2 separate regions of the Mus musculus genome follow, and region 2 is linked to region 1. The links are chromatin contacts, called in public HiChIP or PLAC-seq maps. All regions are on one chromosome and are shown on one strand. The core of a region is the stretch at or near the end of the contact, and the rest is flanking DNA. Distances in the headings are between cores, read along the strand shown. Region 1 has its middle 56 kb from the start of Tars. Region 2 has its middle 110 kb from the start of Gm41271.

Region 1 (3,256 bases), core at 405-2,904:
TGTGTTTAATTTGGCTTATAGTTTTAATTTTGGCTTATAGCACACAGTAGTGGAACAAAAGGCTTGGTGGGAAGAAGAGCCAGGAGATCACTTTTTGACCTGCAAGCAAGAGGAGAGGAGCATGCTGGGTATGACAAGAGGCTTTGGAAACCTTAAGCCTCAGTGACACACCAACAAGGCCACACCTCTTAATCCTTCCCAAACTGTCCCACCAATTGGAGACCAGGTAATCAAATATATGAGCTTAATTGGGAGGGGGCATTTTTATTTAAATCACCACACCCTACTTCTCTGGGATTGGTTTTCTGTGTTCATTATTTCCAAAGTTTGAAAAGAATTAAATCTCTATCTCTGCAGGGACTTGTGAAATCTAACTGCACTGTGGTAGGGAAAAAGATGAAACCTTTGGAATTTGTGACTCATAGCAATCAAACCTGGAAGTAGTCATGCAGTCCTTGGTAAGAACATTACTACATGTCGATTTTGTTGTTCCAGCTCTTGCCTAGCACCAGTTTGTCCACTAGTTTAAAAAATATGTTCACAAAGCCATTGTATAAAGAAAGTTGTGCCAGCAAACACCAAAATACCTGACAGAATCAAAGAAGGCAGAGCTTTATTTTGTCTAATGGTTTCAGAGAGGCACAGTCTATCATAGTGGACAAGGGCCATTGGGTGCAACTGTCCATGGTGCCAGGAGTGTGAGGTTGAGCAGCCCTTCACATCTTAGCAGATCAGGAAGCAGCATAAACAGACTGACATCAGTATACCCTGCCTGCACCCGCTAGATCCCTCAAGACTCCACATCCCTCAGAACAGTATTACAACCAGAGAAGGAGGATTCAAAATGTTAGATTGTGTTGGACATTTCAAAATAAGCACAAATCCCTTTCCCTATCCTCAAGATTTCTGGATCTAGGTTTTGAGATAAGCTCTGAGACCGTCACTGTTTACAGTCTAGTAAAAGCCACCACAATACAGCCTCCAGCTGTGTGACTGGTCTTTGAACATTTGCTCCTCTTGTTCTGAGCATGCTTCAGGTTTGGAGGATATGGTCTGTCCATGTGGACATGCTCCTTCTTAACTTTATCTTTCCTTTAGAATTTTCTTTGCGAGTTCTCCAGAGTGTGAGGCTTGGATAGTCCCTTTAAGTTGCCCTTTCCATAGGAAATTAAAAAAGAATTTCACCTAAACCTCTCTTGAGGAAAACAAAGTCTAGAAACAACGACACATGTTCACATGGAGACTTGTGCTTTCAATTGGCTCTCTTTTTTCCCCTTGGCACCCGCCAAAAGAATTGTTATACTGCGAAGTCTGTTGGAAACAGTCTGCTTTAGAAATTCCACCTTAGGTGGAAATGTGAATCATCATAGTTGAGCATTTTCCTGTTTTGCAAAGCCGTCCTTTGGAATCGCTATCACATTCGTGTCTGTACATGGATGGCAGCTTTGCACACAGCCCTTTCCTATTTTATTTTTTTTCTGCTCAGGTACCAAACTTGGTTTTCATGTCCCAATAGACTAATAAGATGGCTTTGTTCCTAATGTTTGCAAAGAGCTGGTTCTCTATCTCTCCGCAGGGACTGGTGAAATCTAACTGTACTGTGATAGGGAGAAGGATTAGGCCTTTGGAATTTGTGACTCATAGCAATCAAATCTGGAAATGTTCATGCAGTCCAGTCCTCTGAAAGAATATTACTGACTGTTCATTTTATCCTCCCAGCTCCTTCCTAGCGCCGGTTCCTGTGATAGTTTAAAAATGTTCACAAAGCTATTGTATAAGGAAAGCCACGCTGGCAAACACCCAGTGTTATAAACATTTATTACCAAACCAAGAAAAACATTTTCATAAATGTTCGAGGAATTTTCCCCCCTTTTCGATCGGTCCTCCAAGGATTTATTGCAACAGCCGCTCCACTAACACACACGTTTGCTAGTGTTCCCCTGACGAGATGGTGTTAACGTGATGACGGGACAGCTTTTAGAGCTTCATGCTTTTTTATTTTTTTCAGACAGGTTTCTTAAATTTTTTTTTTGTTTGTTTGTTTGTTTGTTTCAGTGATGTGTAGGCTGAGTGTCACAAGCGCTCATGACTAGATTATCTTTCATTTTAAAATGAAGAAGTTCATATTTTAGTTTCTTTATGTCATCCTACCCACTTGCTCGATTGAGTTATTAGAGAGAAATTTAAGTAGCTTAATGTTAGTAATTTTCTTGCAAGGGTCGTTGGTGGGCTTAGGCCTCCCTTCCTCATTTAGCTAACAGGACTGATGAAAACAACGTGCTCCAGAGGTGGTAAACTCTAAGCAGATAGTATTTGAAGTATTTCCGCCCAATCTCTCTGGCATGGCATGCTAAGTGGTGGTTTAACGCATATAAAAGTGTGAGTGAGGAGGTGTATTGTTCTGTGAACTTTACAAGTAAGGAAACAAAACCTCCCATAGGATCCACAGGAACTTGCTCACGTCATATGGAGAACATGTGGTCAAAGACTGGCTTCACCCTCAAATGCTTAATGTGGACCTCAGTGCTCTTTCACAAACAGCAAAGACTAGGCAGACTTATATCCATGGATTGCCTTACACGCTCTTAAGTGACTTTTTAAAATCTTTTTTTTTCCTTTTTTTTTTTTTGTTTGTTTTTGAAACAGGGTCTTCATATGTAGCATAGGCAAGGCTTAAACTTGTAAGAGTCCTGTCTCAGCTTCCCAAGTTCTGGGTTTACAGGCATACATACCATAGTGCCAACCCTGTGGTGAGGTATTATAATTAGTCGTACAACTTTAGGAACATAGACACTTTGATATCAACAGTACAGACTCTGAGTCAGTGGGTCTGCCCTGGAGCCTTAAGGCATTGATGGTGTTCTTAAATCACCATCCTTTTACTCTCTCTCTCTCTCTCTCTCTCTCTCTCTCTCTCTCTCTGTGTGTGTGTGTGTGTGTGTGTGTGTGTGTGTGTGTGTATGTGTGTGTGCACCCACATGTATGTGTATATGTGTGTACTGGTCACTCTTCAAGATGACCCAGAATCAACTTCCAGCCCCTATATGGTGACTTATAACTGGCTGTAACTTCAGTTCCAGGGGCTTTAAGCCCCCGTGCTGGCCTCCATGGGCCCCAGGCACATAGTTGCTGCACACACATAATACACGCAGAACATCTGTACATATAAAAACAATTATTCATGCCCATGCAGCACTGCAAGAAATTTGTTTTCTTCTTTTCAACTGCGCTCTGCCTGCTAATTAGCCCTCAGAGC
Region 2 (3,256 bases), core at 265-2,764, 140 kb after region 1:
AGCCCAGCTAAACATGTCTCTCCCCGTCATTATTGTCCTCCCCTTTTTCCCTCCCTCCTTCTCCTCCTACTTTTTAAAGAACTAATATATATTCTAATATATATATATATTCTACATGGTTTGGAAGAATTATTTCTTCCATCTAAAATGGGTATATCGTTATATGTGTTTTCAATTTAACGGTTTTAATTCATCCACAAGCAAGTGTTGAATGGTTACAACCATTGAAAGATAATTTTCATCATAAATGAAAACTTAGATAACTAAATGACCTATTCATTTGATCTGGAACCTTGTCAATGAGAGCTCAGCCGGTGAGGGATAAGTTATAATTTAAAAAATAAAAATAAAAACTTGCCTACACCAGAAGGTATATTCTATATGTCACAAACTGAGCTCTATAACCCCTTGGATCTTTTATACACTGGCCCTTTGAGGTAATGGGCCACACAGTTTAATGCTTTTCACAGAAAAGGCATTGTAATTATGGAAAAGAAAGCAAATCAGCTAATTTAAAGTAAAGGGTTATTTTTTTTTAAGGCCACAGTAGACAATCTCAAAAACATGTATTACAAATTTCAAGTAACACTGAAACAAAATGAGTGTTTTGTTCCCGGCTTTCATGGAATTGGAGCATCAATTATTTCTGTTTCTTACTCAGCGTCTTTCCTGCTTTCTTCTTGCAGTCAGCTTCCTCCAGCCCCCATTTTACTCAGGACTGTCGAGCTGGATGATCGTGCTGCACACTGTGATACCAGCTCCAGCAGAAACTGACATTGCGATTTCACAGGACACTTTATCTTAAGACCATATAAATATCTAGCTCAGTGACTCAGCCTTGAGCCAGTTCAAATTAGGGGGGTAAATGAACTTGCTTAGATTAGTTCAGCCTGTGAAATGTTCCCTTCAGAGCAAATGTCCGCCCCGTCTAATTTAATTGTTCTGCTTCTTGTGTGTTCCTAGGCAAAGGCTAGAACTGAATTCACAACAAACCCTAATTCCAGATTCAAAGAAGTACTTCAATACAGCCCATATTAGAGTAAAAGCTGTGAAAATATAGTTCACAGGGAAGAAAATACGAATGGGTTCCAAGCACTAAAGGGGAGACTGGGGAGATCCCCAGTCCGCAGAGTGCTTACCAGGGACATGCAATGCCTGGCCCTGATACAAGCAAGTCGCTTAAGAAAAATGCTCAACGAATTCAGAGACATCTAGGAATGTGATGATATCAAGAGGTTTGACGATAGACATCAGTGAAGCTATGAGCAGATAGCACAGTGTAGACATAACTGGGAAGCATGCTTCAGTAGAGTCTTTGTGTCAGTCCACTTGACAATATGTGTAAAAATGGAATTCTCATCAAGAGAAACTAAATTAAGGCAGACTTACAGGATGAAAAGTATGTAAAAAATAGTAAGAAGATGCTTCGTGTCCTGAATATAATAAAAATGTACAAAGTTGATTCCTAAGCGAAAAATTACTCATTTTCCTCAGCCCCTCCTCATTAAGCCCAGCCTTTGCCACATTGACAGAAGAGGGCGCTATTTAACTAAAAATTTTGCCAGCCACCAATGTCTAAATGAGATGGGTTATGGCAAACTGAATGTATCATGTAAAAGTTACTATAAAATTACAAAACCAGAATCAAAATACTTCACCAGATAGAAATTTCTTCCTAGAAAGCATCACAAAACAGAAGAAAAGGAAGACACAACACCCCCCCCCCATCTGATTTCGAATTCCTGAACAAGCCTTTGCAAATGTGAACCGTCAGAAACAACATAGACAGGAAGCAGTAACTCGCAGAAGAAATTGACTAAACTCAGAAAAAAGAGACAAGGAACACACGAAAGTATCAGGACAGGATGAGCAGACTGCCAAATACCCGAGAGTCGACAAGCTCAAGTGATTAATATTATGGGATATTAAACCAGGAAAACAAAAGATTACAAAAGGGAAAAATACTGTGCCCCAAGAAACAGAAAGAAAATGGCTGAAATGGAAGATAAGCAATAAAGAAAAACAAATCCTATACTAGACTCCAAGGACATAGCTTCTATTTAAACCATGAAGAAAACAGCAGAGATAGCCAAACATCTGAATCTACATTTATAAAAGTTAGTGCACCTGGTAAAATGGACCAGCAACAGTCAGGTTAGAGACATAGCCAAGAAGAACCATAGAATCCAAAGTTGAGAAGGCAATTTTCTCGGAAATATCCTACGATTTACAAGGAAGCTTAAAAATATAGACTGGCATAAAAAACAGCTATGTAAATATTAGGAAAAAATTATAAACCATAGATTTTTATACCAGATCTTAATACCATGGAAAAATAATCTATGGACTTTGTTTACATAAATATAGGGCCTAAAAAATCTTATCAATGGGACTGGTGACAAACATTTCATGTATTTTATTACATACATAAGACTAAAGCAAATTTGAGCACAAGGATAGAAAAACAGAAAGGTGTTCATGTTCTGACAACATAGAGATGATGTAAGATGAGACAATAAATGAGATGCGAACTTGGAAAGAGTGATCATATTCACAGCCATGCCTTGTATCTAAGAGTTAATGGGTATGAGGCACCGGGGTGCCTGGGACAAGCCCAGCATTTGGGGGGATTTGACGCTACTTTGAGCTAAGAAGGACTTACTTCCAGATTATTCTTAGCACTTTTGTTTCTCAACACTTCGTCTCTTGCTGAGAATAAAAGGTTAAGTGCTCAACCCTAAATTTTACATCTTCAGAGTCTCCCAGCCTCTACTGAAAGAATTCAAGAGCTGGAGAGGAGGAGAACTGCAAAATGCTGTCCTGTAGACCTGACATGGCTGTTGTGCTCATTAACTCAACAGCAACTGCTTAAAATAATCAGTCAAGATTCCTGGATAGATGAGGAAGGGTTTGCCAGGCCCTACCCCTAACTGAGGAGCTACTGCAGTGTGGTAGCTGCCGGGGTGGGGGTGGGGGATGGATCATTCCTTTTGAGGGTCTGGCCCCTTGATAGGTTGTTGATGCTTAATCAGACATCGTGAGCCTACAGATATACGAGCAACACTAATTGTACTTAGTGGCTAACACACACACATACTCACACTCACATACATACACATACAGAGAGAGAGAGAGAGAGAGAGAGAGAGAGAGAGAGAGATGGAGAAAGAGGAGAAGAAGAAGGAGGAGAAGGAGAAGAGGAGGAAGAGGAAGAGGAAATGAAGTTGGGAAGGGGCTGGATGTGTTGGGGCTGTGT

The links. HiChIP or PLAC-seq counts read pairs in DNA pulled down with a chosen protein or histone mark.
Region 2: an H3K27ac HiChIP or PLAC-seq map of heart atrium shows a contact between it and region 1, with 6 read pairs. The contact joins two enhancer-like sites. A contact is called at or near these places in 1 of 15 datasets of contacts at CTCF or cohesin (the NIH/3T3 cell line), 1 of 484 Hi-C or Micro-C datasets (embryonic stem cells) and 5 of 115 datasets of contacts at active chromatin or transcription factors (embryonic stem cells, fibro-adipogenic progenitors and heart atrium).

The regions. Positions count from the first base shown.
Region 1 is chr15:11,453,792-11,457,047 of GRCm38.p6, forward strand. No RefSeq gene overlaps it. Among named protein-coding and RNA genes, the nearest start is that of Tars, 56 kb to the left of the region's middle. Within about 2 kb of position 1,655, at least 40 of the 459 cell types and tissues checked have an H3K27ac peak or open chromatin away from gene starts, as enhancers often do. A contact at or near this core is called in the NIH/3T3 cell line and heart atrium, where this site is marked.
Region 2 is chr15:11,589,192-11,592,447 of GRCm38.p6, forward strand. No RefSeq gene overlaps it. Among named protein-coding and RNA genes, the nearest start is that of Gm41271, 110 kb to the right of the region's middle. Within about 2 kb of position 1,515, at least 10 of the 459 cell types and tissues checked have an H3K27ac peak or open chromatin away from gene starts, as enhancers often do. A contact at or near this core is called in the NIH/3T3 cell line and heart atrium, where this site is marked.